4 separate regions of the Sus scrofa genome follow, and all the other regions are linked to region 1. Evidence: chromatin contacts called from public HiChIP or PLAC-seq and promoter capture Hi-C data. All regions are on one chromosome and are shown on one strand. The core of a region is the stretch at or near the end of the contact, and the rest is flanking DNA. Distances in the headings are between cores, read along the strand shown.

Evidence for each region. Promoter capture Hi-C pulls out the DNA fragments that hold promoters and counts their contacts. HiChIP or PLAC-seq counts read pairs in DNA pulled down with a chosen protein or histone mark.
Region 2: a promoter capture Hi-C map of liver shows a contact between it and region 1, with 10 times the contacts expected there. The contact joins the promoter of OSBPL8 here to the promoter of KRR1 in region 1. A contact is called at or near these places in 1 of 5 promoter capture datasets (liver), 2 of 47 Hi-C or Micro-C datasets (embryonic fibroblasts and heart right ventricle) and 1 of 2 datasets of contacts at active chromatin or transcription factors (alveolar macrophages).
Region 3: a contact with region 1 is called in a promoter capture Hi-C map of liver, with 19 times the contacts expected there. The contact joins the promoter of BBS10 here to the promoter of KRR1 in region 1. A contact is called at or near these places in 3 of 5 promoter capture datasets (fetal liver, fetal skeletal muscle and liver), 15 of 47 Hi-C or Micro-C datasets (alveolar macrophages, embryonic fibroblasts, fetal heart ventricle and 10 more) and 2 of 2 datasets of contacts at active chromatin or transcription factors (alveolar macrophages and skeletal muscle).
Region 4: an H3K27ac HiChIP or PLAC-seq map of skeletal muscle shows a contact between it and region 1, with 7 times the contacts expected there. The contact joins the promoter of NAP1L1 here to the promoter of KRR1 in region 1. A contact is called at or near these places in 2 of 5 promoter capture datasets (fetal liver and liver), 1 of 47 Hi-C or Micro-C datasets (heart right ventricle) and 2 of 2 datasets of contacts at active chromatin or transcription factors (alveolar macrophages and skeletal muscle).

What each region holds. Positions count from the first base shown.
Region 1 is chr5:38,820,505-38,823,079 of Sscrofa11.1, reverse strand. It overlaps KRR1 (KRR1 small subunit processome component homolog), which reads left to right and starts at 1,298. Exons shown (of 10, transcript XM_003126388.4): 1 at 1,298-1,451. The coding sequence starts at 1,385.
Region 2 is chr5:39,743,359-39,745,933 of Sscrofa11.1, reverse strand. It overlaps OSBPL8 (oxysterol-binding protein-related protein 8), which reads left to right and starts at 1,286. Exons shown (of 23, transcript XM_005655647.3): 1 at 1,286-1,712.
Region 3 is chr5:39,565,047-39,567,621 of Sscrofa11.1, reverse strand. BBS10 (Bardet-Biedl syndrome 10 protein) reads left to right here and starts at 1,272. Exons shown (of 2, transcript XM_003481665.4): 1 at 1,272-1,542; 2 at 1,973-2,575. The coding sequence starts at 1,358.
Region 4 is chr5:39,362,382-39,364,956 of Sscrofa11.1, reverse strand. NAP1L1 (nucleosome assembly protein 1 like 1) reads left to right here and starts at 1,306. Exons shown (of 16, transcript NM_001244316.1): 1 at 1,306-1,403.

The sequences.
Region 1 (2,575 bases), core at 49-2,548:
AAAGTTAAGATGATTTTACTTTTTCGCCATTATAGAGAAATAATACCTAACAACTTTTGAATGTGTACCACATACAAAATATTTTTTGGTAAGCTTTTCATATGTGTAAAGTCACTGAATTCCTCTTATTCTCTCTATTGCAGGAACTCTTCTTTGCAGAGTAAGTAAGAAATTTGCTGAAGGCTGTATAGCCAGTAGTTGGCAAACTAGTCAGTTTGGCTTCACAGTACCTTTCACGGAACTGTTTTATACAAGTACTTCATAAAGGAAAGTCTTTTACAGAAGATATGCGAAGATGAATTTGGGATAAACATTTCCTGTTTCACTAATACAAGGAATTCAACTATCAATTTCCCTATTTGTGTTGCAGAAAATTTTTAAATGGCAATCATCAAAAGAAGTCTTACCTTTAGCTTAAGAATTTTTAGTTTCCTAGAAGTGTAAAAATGTATAGCTCTGGTGAGCCTCGCATCTTTTTTTTTTTTTTTTTCCCCTAGTCTTTTCTAGGGCTGCACCAGGGGCGTATGGAGGTTCCCAGGCTAGGGGTTTAATCAGAGCTGTAGCCACCGGCCTATGCTAGGGCCACAGCAACCGGGATCCGAGCTGTCTACAACCCACACCGCAGCTCACTGCAACCTGGGATCCTCAACGCACTGAGTGAGGCCAGGGTTGGATTCCTTAACCACTGAGCCACGATGGGAACTCCAGCCCCACATCTTGACGCCAGCTATGTGCAATGTTAAAATAGACAGGAGTTAGTCATTTGAGGAAATCTTAGACTAGGTGAAAACTTCAGAAGCATCGCTTAGTTTCCATCCCTGCGGCTTAGAAAGAGAAATAGCACGACCTTAGAAAGTGACCATCAGAAACAGTGACTTGGAAAAACTAATTAAAACAAAAAACAAAAACAAACAAAAAAGCAATCTTAGAGTTTTAACTCTGCTTTTGTTTCAAGGATTAGAAATAATGCAAATAAAGTGCCCAACACAAGGTAGTCTCAAATGGTAACTATTACTGTCATTTCTTAACTTCAAGGACCTTGCATTCTCACGTCTACCACCTCTCCACGCCTAACACATATTTGATGGTCATATAAATAGTTATAGAAGGATGAGTGATATCAATGATATTTAGGTTGCACTCTGCCTAAAGCCTGGAGTCCCGAGTTCCGGGTTACACCCTGAGGCTACGAGAAAACCGTGGATAAAACCCTCTCCGACTCGCCCACACTGTTAAACTACAATTCCCAGCATGCAGTGCACACATGGAGACTGCGCAGATCTCCTCGTTTGCGTTCTGCGGAACTCATTTTGAGTACGGGGGTTTTAGCTGGTAGGACTTAAGAAAGGACTCGCTTCCAGGTATCGCCGGAAGCAGTTTGAAGATGGCGTCCTCCCAGCAGAATGCTCCGGCTGCAGTTCGTCGTCAGAAGCCGAAGCCAGAGAATCGAGGTGAGGTTGTGTGAGGACAAAAGCCCGGGATTTGTGGGTTTTTTGTCTTTCACTGGCTAGAAACGTGTAACTCCGCCTTCAGTCTGTTCTTTGAAGTTGAATACCGGTAATTGCTCCCAGTTGGGATTGTTGGCAGACTTTCTGGAAGACCAGTAAGGTGCCGGCAACGTGTTCCTAACTAATTGCTTTTGCTAGAAGTCTCCAAAGTAGAGATATTGCAGAATGCGGTTTTTTTTTTTTGTAAGAGGGTGTGAAAATAGGAGTATTAAGTACGAAATTGAGGAGGGAGTTTGGACTCTTAACACTCGCAGCGTTGGCTGGAAGTCGTTGACAGAATGAGGGATGGGATGAGGCAGGGGTAGGAGGTCATTTTGTTTTGCTTTGTTTTTATTTTTTTCTTTTTTACTACTGCACGTGCGTCGTATGGCATTCCCCGGCTAGGGGTTGAATCCGAGCTGTAGCTGTCGGCCTACACAGCAGTCTGGGCAACACCTGATTCCTTTACCCACTGAATGGGGCCAGGGATTGAACACGCATCCCCACGGACACTATGTTGGGCTAACCTACTATGTTAGGGTAACCTCCTGAGCCACAAGGGCAACTCTGGGAGATCTTTTTGTAAAGTGAACAAGTGATAGAGTGATAATGAAGGACTGAGACAGACGTAGTGATGGAAGGTAGCTGCCATTGTCCTTAGCACTAGTTTGTCAGCTAGGAAAGACACTTTGGAAAGCTTATCATTATTTTTGTTTGTCAGGTTGCTAAAGCATTTGCCAACACAGCTCCTGACTGCATAATTTTTAAACTTTTCTCTTGCTTTGTAGTTTTGTTTTTCTATTTTCTTCAGTATGAATAGAAGAAATATATCTTCTATTCCTTTCTCTCTATTCCAGAGAAATAGCCTGCTCAACTAGTCTTATTGGTTAAAAACTTTGAACTCTCATTCCTTTGGCATTAAGGAAATACTAAAGGTGTTTTGTTGTTGCTGTCTTAAGTAAGTAAAGTATATAGCAAAGGGGATAGTACGTGTACAGTTTACAGAATAAAACCAACAAGTGAAACAAAACAGACCATAAAGTAAAATAGAGCATTACCTTACCCTCAAAATCCCCTGCTTACAACTC
Region 2 (2,575 bases), core at 37-2,536, 920 kb before region 1:
TCATTGGAACACCAATTCATTACAATCTCATAGATTCTAAGACTCATTGTTTTTCACATTTTAACATCTCTGGGTTCAAGATATGTCTTTAAAAAATCAGTAGCAAGGCATAGTTTAATTGGCAGTATTTCTTTTCCTTTCTTGGGTAATATGAAATAATGGTGAGTCTTAAAGTCCATGATTGTTTAGAGTTTCTACGAAATACCTTTGTAAAGAGATTACATAAGCCAAACGCTATTGCTTATTCATTTCAAACTATCCAGCTGATCAAAATGCTTTTCGAGGTCTTAAGAAAATGAAATAAGAATCGCTTAAGAGAGAAAACTTAGATAAAAGGAAAAATGAGTTACAAACTGTTTGGATATTACAGAAAGCTTTCTCATGTGCCTTCATTGTTAGTAGAGTTTATGATCTTTCTGCTTTTGCACTTCCCTTATTTTTGTATTGTCATTGTCCTTCTTTTGGTGTCCAGCCTTTTGCTCTTTTCCTCTTATTAACAGGTTGGGGGGAAAGTTCCTTCAACCACAGTTAAAACGGAAGGCAAAAGGTATGTCCAAAAGTTAAAGTACCTGAAAAAAATCAAGAAGTAGGCTTCACTTTAAAAATAGAATAAACTGTCAAATTCCTGTGTATCTGTGTAAACCGCCATCAACCTATCACACTGTAAAGCTGGCATGAAGGATCTTGAACAGGACTAGGAACAAAAATAAGTTTGCTAGGTTATTTTCATCCTAGCGTGAAGGAAATGCACCAACCTTTCCTCAAAAATAAAAACCTCTACTGAAGAAAACAGTACACTAAATGCCACAATTAACGTGCTACCGGAAACGGGAACAAGTAGTTATGGCTTTCCAAGCCAGACACCAAGATGCCTTCTGTGTTCCTTTGTTTGGCTGAAAGTTTAGCCAAACCCAAACTGGGGAGGCGGGCCTCACGCTGGGGCCTCAGGATGGGCGTGGGGCCCAGGGCCCTACCCCGAGCTCTGTTCTGCAGTCTCCTCAGAATGGGTAGTGCCCTGCACAACCGGTCCCGAAGGCCTCGCCCCTGTAAGCTCCGGGAGGGCGGCGGTGGATTCGCCTCCCTAGACCGCCCTCGAGTGTGCGGAAGCGGTTCAGCGGCGACAAGACTCCACCAGGGTGGAGTGTTGACAGTTGCGCCCGCGCGGCTGACGCCCGCCCGGTAGGGGAGGGGTCTTCGCCTCTTTCTCCCCGCGTCGTCACATGACGGAAAAGGGGTGTGGTCCGAGCCCTGTAGCCGAGGTCGGGGGGCGGAGCCGGGGGGCGGGGTCGGGAGGGGAGGGCGCTCGAAATCGAAGGACCTTGGCCGCTCTAGGTGCCCAGAGAGGCGGCGACTCGGCCGATGATGACAGCATTAGGCCGCGACGCTTTCCTGGCCAGGCGCGGGTGATAGCGGCAGCCGCATCGGCGGCAGTGTTAGATTTCGCCGCGGCCGCAGCCGCCGTCAATAGCCGGCAGGCGGAGGGAAGGTGAGGGCCCGCCTGGGCGAGTAGACCGCGGGGCCGGAGTTCCCTCCCCCTTCGAGGGCGAAGCAGGCAGTGCCTCAGTGGCGGCGAGACAGCGCCCTTGCTGTGGGCTCGCGTCTCAGCTGCCGCCGGCGACAGCGGCTGAGAGAAGTTGGGGTCCGATTGGACGCGTGCAGGGCCCTAGAGGAACCGGCCACCTGCGCCCCGCCTCTCCGAGGACTCCGCATCGGTGAGTGTCGCGCGGGTCGGTGAATTGGGATGTGACAGGTTCGCTCCCCTACGGGCGACTTGCACCCCCTGCCCTCCCACGTTCTGAGCTCGGCCTGGCGGCGACTCCAGGCACCCTGCGCCGGGGAGTTTTTCTTTGGCTCCTTTGTCCGCTTTTGGAGTGGGGAATTCCAGAGGCTGGCGGGGATGTAGTGTTTTGGGGCCCGCGGTAGGTGCGTCTGCAACCTTACAAAGCCGTGGCAGGGGCTGGGGGCTGGTAGGAGCTTTTTGACTGTCTGCTTCCTCCCGAAGTTTGACTGGGCGGACCGCGGGGTCTTGCCGGAAGCCCCAGCGCCGGGGAGAGCTGGCGCTTTGTCACTTGGTGCAGTTAAGGCGAGGCTCCCGTTTTCCTGTGACAGCCCCAGAGGAGGCTGTGCCGCGCACCGCAGACCGCACCCGGCCTTGCAGAGCCGAGTGACACGGTGATGTTCCTCTAAACCTCAGTTCCTGTGGCCTTATGTAGCGTAGGAGGAAGGCGAAGCCTTTGCTGGACTTTTATATTTAATGATTGCTTTTGAGCCGTTCCTTAAGATTCCAAGGAGCTTCACAAAGAGCATGTTTTTGGTTCATGGAGCCACCGACTCAAGACTGGCCGAGGCGCAGCAGCAGTATATGCAGATTTTCCATTTACAAAAGTCATTTAACATTCTTCTTTATGAGAAACGTCTGCGGTTGGGGACCATTCCTAATTTCATTTTGTCAAAATGCTGCTTGAGATAATGGGTATCTTAGGCTCCTACTTAGATGGGAAAACTTAGCCAACTAATGATATAAGCATATTTAAGTAATTTAATGAGATTTTTTTCCTTTCTGATGCTGGAAGAC
Region 3 (2,575 bases), core at 23-2,522, 740 kb before region 1:
CAGGTTCCAAGAAATCACTCCTCTCTAGTTTTCCTCTTTTCATCCATTATCCTCCCCTCCCACATTTGCTCTCCTCAGGATCTGGTTGCTCCTGGTTAATAGTCAGTTGGTTCTGTCTTATTAGGGAAAAGGGGAGGTTTCTCCTGTCCTATGTATGGGAATAAGAGGTAGGGAAAACAGATCCTCACTGTTCAATCTCAATGAAACATCTATAGTGTAAATAATTTTCTTAATAATATTGACCACACTCTAATAGGTGTCCTGTGTTATGATAATCGACCCTTTTGCACCTTAAAAAACATCCCTTTCTTACGGAGATAGTGAACCCCTTCAGTGATGGCACGGCACAGCAGTTTGTTGAACATACTGTTAATATTTGAGACACCAAACAAAAACAAAAAGAATGCTTTGTAAACATTCTCGCCCTCCTCAAAACTTTGAGTTTTACATATCACCATTTTTTTTGAGAAGTGGACACAAAAGAATGTCACAGATGAGTAAATGGCACAGCAAACCCAGGTCTAAATCTCAAGCCCATGTTCTTAACTATTTCATCCTTAAGAGAGAAGGTGTATCTTAGTATGCGAAACGGTATGTTCTTTCTGCTCAACAGGATTTTTTTTTTTTTTCCTGTCGTCGAATTGTGTCCAGGCATCTTGGGTCAATGCGTTTTTAAAGCATATTATTGATTACCAATGTGGCTAAGTCTTCACATACAACACTTCTGCTAAAGAAAAAGTAAATTGTGGTAACTAGGGTTTCATAGTGATACCTAAGCCCAGGTAATGTGGTAAAGCCCCCTTCTGAATGCCTGCAGCTCCTGACTGTGGCCAGGCCCTCCCCATCTGTCTTGCATCAGTAAAGAACCGCTGATGGAGTGTGTGGACATGGTATGCGCTAGTCCAAGGCAGAGGTTTTGTTACCAAACAACTTTTGTCGGGAGTTGGGAACGAGCAGAGTTCTAGCTGCAGAGCCCAGCCCCTCAAGGACCGTGTCGAGTCCTTGAGAGGAAGTTTCCTGGGAAACGGAGGGAACAGGTGGCAGCTGCAGCCTCTGGAGAATGAATTCACGTAGGGAGCTAGGGAAGGGCCTGCGGCTTTCTCTCCAGCCAGCTCTAAAGTCCCGACCTCTTCTCTGACCTCGCGCGCTACCGACGATAGCTCCTACCGGGAGAAACGCGGGTCTTTACCGCAGAGCTGGCGAAAAAATGGACGCTCGCCCAACCCAGAGGCCGCCCGGCCATGACTTCCGGCCTCCTCCCCGCCCCTTCCGCTTCCGGCTGCACCCCGCTCAGCTCCCTCCTGGATGTGTCCGGGTTCCGCTCCGGCGACCTGGAGCCGCCGGAACCTGAAAGGCTATGGCTGTTGTGGGTTCTGTGAGGGCGGCATTGCAGGTGGCCGAAGTGTTAGAAACCATCGTGAGCTGCTGCTTGGGGCCCGAAGGGCGGCAGATTCTGTGTACGAAGCCCACTGGCGAGGTGCTGCTCAGCCGGGACGGAGGCCTCCTCCTGAAGGCGCTGCATTTAGAGCATCCCATAGCCAGGTACGCTCCAGCCGGTTAGAGCATCTCGTAATCAGGTACTCACGTCCCACACTCCAGCCCATAGATGGGCATTCCAGGCCATCTCCCTGAACTTCTTGTCCCTGAGGTTATGCTCCTGAAAAAACTGACCTTAAATGAGACCACTGTACCCTCAGCGTTTGAGCGTTGCTCAAGAAAACATTCCCAGACTTAAGATCTTAACAGCTGCCGAGAACATTTCTCACTGCTTTCCCTCCAGCTCGACCCAACCCTAGAATCTTGAAATAGAACAAAGCAACCTAAAAAAGGAAAAAAGGAAAACTAAGTATATCAAAGGGACAGTATTCTCATTTTATGCCTGTAGCTGTAAAAACAAGATTTCAACTGTTATTCAGATGTAGGGAGGCAGCCTTCTGAAAATCTGAGTTGCTTTATTTCTTTTTTTGTACAGGATGATGGTGGCATGTGTTTCCAGTCATCTAAGAAAAACAGGAGATGGTGCTAAAACATTTATTATCTTTCTTTGCCACTTACTCAGAGAATTCCATGCAATCACAGACAAAGAAAAGGATTCTTTATTTTTCAAAAATATTCAAACCCATGGAAGGCATTGGAAAAATTGTTGTCAGTGGAAATTTATTTCCCAAGCTCTTCTAACATTTCAGACACAAGTATTAGACTATGTTATGGATCATTACTTAAGTAGACACTTTTTGTCCATCTTTTCTTCATCCACTAAAAAGAGAACATTGTGTAGAAGTTCTTTAGAGATGCTCTTAGAAGCATTTTTTTGTGGAAGAGTGGGAAGAAATAATCACACCTTTATTTCACAGTTGATGTGTGACTACTTTTTCAACTGTATGTCCTGTGAAAGTGAATTTGAAGAAGTATTTGAGTTAGTCGATGACTGTTTTGTTGAGTTGAAAGTTGGTGTCACCGGCCTTCCTGTTTCCGATTCCAGGATCATAGCTGGGCTTGTGCTTCACAGAGACTTTTCTGTATACTGTCCAGCAGATGGTGACATAAGAATAGTGATAGTAACTGAAACCATTCA
Region 4 (2,575 bases), core at 57-2,556, 540 kb before region 1:
TGTATATATATATAAAACTGAATATATATATATAAAACATATACACACATATATATAAAAAACTGAATCACCCGGCTGTACAGCAGAAATTAACACAATACTGTAAATCAATACCTCAAAAAATTAAGAAATTTTAAGAGTATTCATTATGTCATTTTAAACAACAAACTGATTAAATATTAACATAAACAATCTTTTATATGAAAAGTAACTACTTTTCTAAACAAAAAAATGAGTAGAATGGCATTGTTTGGCTTTCGCAAATCTCTTTAATGTCTAGTTGAACAGCAGACGACTAGATTCTAATATTTGCTTCTTTTTTCAACGTTTCCATATCACATGTCATGTAGCCTCTGGAAAACTCCAGTGTACACTTATGAGAGAACGCGAGTGCCAAGTGAAGTTAACATTTTAGTATTATTGTGGAAATACCTTTGACTTCCCCTTTGAAAGAGTCTGGAAACCCTAGGACCACACTTCGAGAACCACTGTTTTAAGAGTTAATATTAGTCTATCCAGCTTCAGCTGAAAAATAGCCATGAGGTTTCAGAGGCCTTGAGGATTTACATTGGATTTATTTTTTCAAAAAGATGAAACAGCAGCGTCCTTATTACAAAGCATCCAGACAATACACAAATATGCCCTTTTCATCCATCAAAAGAACTTAAAGCAGAAATGAGGTATTGCAAGTCTGGTAAAAGGATGAAGAGAGATACGCATGCGAACATCCTTGGAAGCCATGGAGACCCACTGAGTTAGAGGCAAAACCGGCAGCAGACGCCACTGAGGTGGTCAGGAGGAAAGAAATGTTGTTCCAAGGGTTAAAAATGGAAATGGTTACCGGGGACCCGGGAATTGCAGGAATTAGGCCGGGACAGGGATGGGAACTTCGGCGTGCTCACAGTCAGGATGCGGCAGGCTGGACCTGCTAGCTAGTCCCCGCCCTCGCCCTTCCGGGTACCATGCCATGGGGGGCGAGGTGGGCCGAGGACTAGGCGTGCAGAAGAGGGACTTTCCCAGGAACTAAAGGGGTTGAAAGTTCCTTTCCAGCAAAGCAGGGCGAAAAGAGACTGCTGGAGGCGTGTAGGGGGCGGAGGCGGGAACTGGAGGAACCCAAGCCTAGCGCAGAGGGTTTGTTTGGAGGTTGCCTTAGGGGAGAAGGACGGTTCTGTTGCTAGGCAACTCACCCTGGGCCCGCCTCCCGCTCGCGTTGCTAGGAGACAGCGAGGCCAGGGGGAGGGCGGCGGAGCGGGTCCTACGTGGTGACGCTAATTGTATATGAGCGCAAGCGGCGGGCTCTTGGGTCTTTTTTAGCGCCATCTGCTCACGGCGCCGCCTCCCGCCGCCGCCCTGAGTCACTGCCTGCGCAGCTCCGGCCGCCTGGCTCCCCGTGCTAGCCATCGGTAACGGACGAGGGCCCGAAAGGGAAGGGGGAACGTAGAACCGGCCGGGTGGACTTTGCGGAGGGAAGGGGTGGAGGGACGAGGGATCGCGATCCAGGGCCGCTAGCCGCCTGGGGCCTCCTGGGGTGTCTTGTGAGGCCAGAGCCTGAGCCGTCCGCGGATCTTCGACCCCACAGCGGGAGAGGGCCCGCGGCATCGGTCGGCGATATTTTCGGGACCACATCGGGAGAGGCGCGGAAGTCGAGCGGACTGGGAGGGTTGGGGTGGGGGAGTCGTGCTGATCTGTGTGGAGGATCCCTGAGCTCCACCGGCTTCCCCGCGCGGGTGAGTGCGAGGCCGCGGCGACGCCCGGGGCCCTGGAGGAGGCGGCGGCCGCCCCGCCAGGGACCGGGAGGAGCCTCGGGCACGGGCCGGGCCCTTGTGTGTAGCCCACCGCTGTCTCCACGCCCCCGCTTACGCAAAAATAATCCCCGGAGGGAGGCCGCTGGGGGATGGAAAGAGCTGCAGAGGCTGCGAATTCCGATGGGAGGGAGGGGCTGTGAGGGGACCAGGCCCCGGGGCGGGGAGGCGGCGGGGCTCCTGGGCTCCACGCCCACTGGAGGCGGCAACGGGCCGGGGAGGGGAAAACCCCCGGCGGGTTCCCTCGACACGTGGCCGTGGCCGTGGCCTGGCCAGATTGGAAACCTCTTTCTGGTTGTCCATAAAGTTGTGGAGATGGTGGGATGTAAAAATGAATAGTGAGCCAATAAGTCCACCTCTTGGGTTTCAGACTCTTTCTTACTTCCCTTTGGTCTTAACCTTTATTGGTAGCAAAGTGTGAATGTTACCTGATGGATGAGGCTGGGCCTGGACTGCTACGATTTTAAAGAATTAATAAAGAATTAATGCATGTAAAGCGCTTACGTTAGCTGTTATTGACAAAAGATTCTTTTGTATATCTCAAGTACAAGTTAGAATTTGAACCAGGGTTTTTTATTTGAGGAGTTGATCCTAATCAGTCTAATCCTGAGCATTTCTAAATGGAAGTAAAAAACTTGGCCTTCAAAGTTTTTAATTCTTCTAGGACTTCTGTTGCTTTCCTACAAATTAGTTCATTTATTGAAGTTCCCATTATAAGAGTGTTTTTAAGGTGAGTAGGATTATGGTGGAGGCTGGAATGAGGTGTTAGTATA